2 separate regions of the Pan troglodytes genome follow, and region 2 is linked to region 1. Evidence: chromatin contacts called from public capture Hi-C data. All regions are on one chromosome and are shown on one strand. The core of a region is the stretch at or near the end of the contact, and the rest is flanking DNA. Distances in the headings are between cores, read along the strand shown.

Region 1 (3,161 bases), core at 262-2,761:
CTAGATTGTTTTTATTTAATTTTGGCAAATGACAAGTACCTAACAGAAAAGTAGTATTTTAAACACAGTCTTTGCTGGGCGCAGTGGCTCACACCTGTAATCCCAGCACTTTGGGAGGCTGAAGTGGGCAGATCACTTGAGATCAGGAGTTCAAGACCAGCCTGGCCAACATGGTGAAACCCCCATCTCTACCAAAAAGACAAACATTAGCCGGGTGTGGTGGCGCCCGCCTGTAGTCTCAGGTACTCAGGCTGAGGCAGAAGGTTGCAGTGAGCCAAGATCATGCCACTGCACAGCAGCCTGGGTGACAGAGCAAGACTCTGTTTCAAATAAATAAATACAGTCTTTAAGGGACACTTAAGGAGTAATGGAGGGGACCGGGCGCGGTGCCTCACGCCCTCAATCCCAGCACTTTGGGAGGCCAAGGCAGGCAGATCGCTTGACGTCAGGAGTTCAAGACCAGCCTGGCTAACAAGTTAAAACCTCATCTCTACTAAAAATACAAAAATTAGCTGGGCGGGGTGGCACGCACCTGTAATCCCAGCTACTAGGGAGGCTGAGTCAGGAGAATAGCTTGAACCCAGGAGGCAGAGGATGCAATGAGCCAAGATTGTGACACTGCACTCCAGCCTGGGTGACAGAGTCAGACTCCGGCTCAAAAAAAAAAAAAAAGTAATGGAGGGGGAAAGAGCCCTGGGGTCACTTGGACAAGTTCTTCTCTGGATCTATGTCCTTCTCTATCAGTGACAAAGTTGGATAATGACTGAGACAGAATTCTTTTTTTTTTTTTGAGATGGAGACTCACTCCACCGCCTGGGCTGGAGTGCAGTGTGGCGCAATCTCAGCTCACTGCAACCTCCGCCTGCCAGGCCCAAACGACTCTCCTGCCTCAGCCTCCCGAGCAGCTGGGACTACAGGCATGCGCCACTACGCCCAGCTAATTTTTGTATTTTTAGTAGAGACAGGTTCACTATGTTGGTTGGCCAGGATGGTCTTGATCTCTTGACCTTGTGATCCACCCACCTCAGTCTCCCAAAGTGCTGGGATTATAGGCGTGAGCCACTGCACCCGGCCCAAGGCATAATTTGTTTAAGCACTAACCCTGTTATCTGAGCATCAGTAAGGAGCTGGTATCCTTTCTGGGCCAAGTGGACTGATGTAAACAGTATTACACGGGTTACCCAGATACGTTTTTCTGTTTTTCCTTTGAAAACGGGGGTTTCGGGAGGGCAGAGAAAAGGAGGAGGGTGAAAAATTAAGTGCCTAACTACACAGACCAGGGGGGCCTGCAGCCTCCCACACGCCTGCTTTCCAGATCCAGGTAATTATTCCTCATCGTGCTGACACCAACAGGAAGGAACAGTGGATGCATTTTCTTTCTTCTTCACTTCACCATGCATCCTGTTTTCCCAGGTTTGGAGGTTTGAGCCGGCCTTGTGCAAAAGCTCCTGTACCAGGTCAAGCCCTGGCTCCAGGCCCTCTGTTCCTAGGGCAGTGGCAGCAATGGGCTGCTTTGGGGGAGGGTCAGCCTTTTCTCCAAAGTCCAGCGAGCCTGCCGGTGAACCAAGGTTACTGATGAATCCACGCTGAAGTCTTGGTGAGGACTCAGCCTGACCGGACTCTCATTAGATGGGACGGACCCTGGTTCATACACAGGCCACTCACTCTGCACAGCCACCCCACTTACTGAAGCAAGAAGAATTGGCAATAAGTGCACGATACCCTGGTCCCATCTAAAAACAACCAGCTACTCCACAGTCTCAGAGTCAGGGATGCTCAAGTGCTATTTATTCTGTTTACCAGACATATAGCAGCCGGGCAGGGAGTCTTCATAGCCTGTTGCGTCATGTGATTCCATTCCAGATTTTTCCTTTTATTCCTGTCTCCAAGGCCCCATTGTGCAGGTGCTACTAATTTTCATGAAATGATACTAGGAGGTAAAGAAAGTTCGCTGGTTCTCAGATATCCATCTGTGTGCAAACAGACAGAGTACAGAAAAATAAGTAGAATAACAAAGTTCCTAGTTTTGTGTGGGCTGAGAGTGAAAAAAAAAAGAATAACGAGGAGTGAAAAGAATGAAGAAGAAAAACAGCTGCACAGGAAAAGGGCAGTGTCACAGGTGCCTCCCACGGTCCTTTGCCGAGAGCCTGTGGGGGAGGCCAAGTGGGGAGAATGGGGGACATCAGGTGGACGACCCAGGGGACCAGCTGGTGTCAGAGAATGGTAGATTAGGATTTGGCCTGCTAGATCATGTTGGCGGCATTGGCCAACATCAAACACGAGGGGCCTCTGGTGACAGGACATGACACTGCACAATCAGAGATCACAGCGAATGGCTTTGCTGAGGTGTCCACTTTACTCCTGCCCCGATCACCTCCCCTTCCTGATTGTTAGTCCTTTTGTTTCTCCAGGAAGTCTCTTCTCATCCCTGTTCATGCCTTCGTGTAACAAGCATTTATCTCACTAGTACCGTGAGCCACGCGTGTGCTGTGGTTACATCCGTGGATCAGACAGACAGCAGTGCCTGATCCTGTAATTCTTCCATCCTTTAATTCCTTTCTCTCAGTCTGGCCAGAAAAAAAAAAAAAAGTTCTCCTAACAGAGAATATAGCAACAGGTTGCTGAAAAGTGACATCTGACAAGAAAGGAAAGCTGGTTGATGAAAGATTTAAAAGAAAAATGTCAGGCCGGGCTTGGTGGCTCAAGCCTGTAATCCCAGCACTTTGGGAGGCCGAGGCAGACAGATAATCTAAGGTCAGGAGTTCAAGATCAGCCTGGCCCACATGGTGAAACCCCGTCTCTATTAAAAATATAAAAATAAGCTGAGCATGGTGGCGGGCGGCTGTAATCCCAGCTACACAAGAGGCTGAGGCAGGAGAATCATTTGAACCTGGGAGGCGGAGGTTGCAGTGAGCCGAGATCGCACCACTGCACCCCAGCCTGGGTGACAGAGTAAGACACGGTCTTAAAAAAAAAAAAAGAAAAGAAAAATGTTCTTCCCTGCTCCTGGCACTCTCCCTGCCCTAGCCTCCTGCGCATGCTATCTCTCAACAAGACCCAGTCTGCCCCAACCAGAGGTGTTGCTAGACCAGCTGCCCAAACAGGAAACCTTATATAATTCTGTAACCCTGACCTTGGGCCTGAATCTTCCCCTTCTGTAA
Region 2 (2,895 bases), core at 275-2,774, 320 kb after region 1:
AATCTGTATAATTGCTGCTCGTAGGACAGACAGTATTAAATATATACATTGTGAGACATTCTGATCAGGTTACAGGTACTAATTATGTAATTAGGAAATTATAGGTTTAATGAGAAGCACCCATCTTGGTCAAAAAGGTTAGAAGCTCAACATTTCTCTAGCTTCTTTAGTTATACAAAGTTGAGCAGGTCAGGGAACTTCAGTAATCTCATCTGTGAAATGGGATGACAATTCCTACTTTATCCACTTCCTAGAGTTCTGAGGATCAAGCACAATTAACAAACACTTGTAAAACTGGCTCATGAAACTATCGATGGTGTTTCCATAATCATTTTCTTGGGAGGAGCACAACTGCCTGCGCTCAGGTGACTGCCCCACTGCTTATTCCCTGTGTAACTTTGGGAAGTTACTTCCTTGCCCCTTGACATTTCATTTGTAGAACAGGGATAATAAAAATACCTACCTCAGGCTGGCCGCAGTGGCTCATGCCTGTAATCCCAGCACTTTGGGAGGCCGAGGCGGGCGGATCACTTGAGGCCAGGAGTTTGAGTCCAGCTTGGCCAACATAGTGAAACCCCATCTCTACTAAAAATACAAAAATTAGCCAGGTGTGGTGGTGCACACCTGTAATTCCAACTACTTGGGAGGCCGAGGCACGAGAATCGCTTGATTGAACCTGCGAGTGGAGGTTGCAGTGAGCCAAGACTGTGCCACTGTACTCCAGCCTGAGTGACTCTGTCTCAACAACAACAAAAACCAAACCCCAAAAAAACCTACCTCAAAGGGCAGTTGTGTAACATGCTTCGTACATAGTGAATACTCAGTGCATTTTCACTATGTGACCACACACACACATACACACACATTCTCACTGCAGTGGCCACGGAATCAACCATCAACTTAGGAGATTGTCACTATGTGGTTCTCAAAAGGAGATATTAAGTAGACAAAGTTTTCATCATCATCATTAATTATATTTACTGGACACCAAAAAGAAACAAAGTCTTGGCCCAGGTGTCTTCCACTACTGGATTCCACAACACTCTTCACAAATAATACAGATGAAACAGAACAGTGTGTCAGGTAAACATAAGGCAGTCGAGAAACAACTAAGTTTTTTTGTTTTTAATCTTCAAAACTTTTCTCTCAATTTTTCAAATCTGGCTTTAAGCAGATCAATAAAATAAGCACAGTTATGATTATGCCAGAGATGGAAACAAGGCTGAGCTGGAGGGGAGGAAACAGATAGGACCCGGAGAGGCGTTTTATAGCTACCTCCCCTGCTACCTGAGTCCATGCTGCTCCCTCTAGCCTGGACGACGGCAACAGCTTCCATACCGGCCTTCTTGCTTCTCTTCGTGCCCCTCCATTCAAGACACAGCACCAACACTGATTTTAAAAATATAAATCACCTTTCTTCCCTGCATTTCACATTAGGACTCTGCTCCAAATACCCTCCCTGGACCCGTATCATCCATGTGCTCTCCCGATGCTCCTACCACACGTGCGCCTTGGAGTGGACAGCCTCGCCCTGATCCTCACATGGGTCCGGACCTCCTTCCTGTCATTCAGATCTCAGCTTACCACCCAGAGGCCTTTCCTGACCACCCTGTCATGCATGCCCAGTTCTCTGCACAGCACTTAACCTGATATTGCACATGGATTGTCTGCCAGCAGAGAATGCAGTCCCATGAGGGCAGCATCCTTGTCTGTCCCACCCCCCAGTTATCCCCACCCCTTACAACAGTGTAGGGTACATAACAGGTGGTTGACAATGGTTCAGTAATCATCAAGATTATCCCACCGTATTTTTCTGTTTCCTGTGAAACACACAATTCTCCACCTGGTTTTGTGACATGTTGTGGTGAGTTTAAGCTTCTAAGTGGAAAAAAGAGCCAGATGGGGATTCTTCTATTTGTTAGATCTTGGGCAGGAGTTTCAGTCTAAACCTCAGGTCTATTAATAAAAAGTAGAACTGATACCTCAGAGACTAAGAGGATTAGGTAATAAATGTGACAGTTCATATGAGCTGCTCCCTCATTCTAATGATAAAAGGAAGCCCAGGCAAATTGTTAGCAAGTGAATACAGACCGGCCTACTGCCCCAAGTTGTAAAGCACCAATATTAAACAACATATAAACGCTTTGGTGTTAAGCAGACAAAATACCATCACAATACTTTTAAGAGGGGAAATCGGTGTTGAACAACGTTGGGTAATTTTTTAAAACGGATTTTTTCCTTTTATAGATTGTTCTCTTTATTCTCATATTGCTTGGCCTTGAGGATTCTGAGCTCAGAGCAACCTTGTCTTTCGGCTCTTTTCTAGTCTATATATTACATGAACTGCCTTCAAACACACAATAGTATTGTTTATTTTAACCTGGGATAGAATTTTCTGAAATTCTGTTCCAATCATCAATTACCCCAAGATTATTTTAAATTTCAATAATGACCACAGAATTGTATCATAATAGAACAGAAATGTCTTGACTCTTTTAGACATTTGGGGCTTTTCAGAGACAGTATCGTGGTTCCAGCACTGTGAGCTCTGAAGTTAGGTGCCCTAGGTTGGAATTCCAACTCTCACGTCCTAATAGTTACCCTAATCAACTACTCAAGTATGCTAGGTCCTCCCACTTGAAATACAGGGCTAATAAAAATCCCACAAGGTTGTTGGGAAGATTCAAGAAAAATTGCGTAGGCACAACGCTCCACATATAGTAAATGTACAATAACTAATCTTCGGAATTTTGCCTCTTCTCAGAATCTTAGATGAATGCAATGTTTAATGTTTTCCCAGATACATTCTATATTTATCATTTAATAAGCATCTGAAAGAAACAATGGCATAACTAGTTTTTACTGCATAATAATGTTAAAGGGTACTTAAAAGTT

Evidence for each region. Capture Hi-C pulls out chosen DNA fragments and counts their contacts.
Region 2: a contact with region 1 is called in a capture Hi-C map of stem cell-derived neural stem cells, with 5 times the contacts expected there. The contact joins two enhancer-like sites. A contact is called at or near these places in 4 of 7 Hi-C or Micro-C datasets (blood, induced pluripotent stem cells and stem cell-derived neural progenitor cells), 1 of 1 datasets of contacts at active chromatin or transcription factors (stem cell-derived excitatory neurons) and 1 of 1 other capture datasets (stem cell-derived neural stem cells).

What each region holds. Positions count from the first base shown.
Region 1 is chr17:27,290,105-27,293,265 of NHGRI_mPanTro3-v2.0_pri, forward strand. All of the region lies in intron 8 of DLGAP1 (DLG associated protein 1), which reads left to right. It overlaps LOC100615703 (a long non-coding RNA gene), which reads right to left. Exons shown (of 4, transcript XR_008540675.2): 2 at 1-2,567. Among named protein-coding and RNA genes, the nearest start is that of TGIF1, 140 kb to the right of the region's middle. Within about 2 kb of position 1,512, at least 6 of the 24 cell types and tissues checked have an H3K27ac peak or open chromatin away from gene starts, as enhancers often do. A contact at or near this core is called in stem cell-derived neural stem cells, where this site is marked.
Region 2 is chr17:27,609,332-27,612,226 of NHGRI_mPanTro3-v2.0_pri, forward strand. No RefSeq gene overlaps it. Among named protein-coding and RNA genes, the nearest start is that of MYL12B, 18 kb to the right of the region's middle. Within about 2 kb of position 1,525, at least 2 of the 24 cell types and tissues checked have an H3K27ac peak or open chromatin away from gene starts, as enhancers often do. A contact at or near this core is called in stem cell-derived neural stem cells, where this site is marked.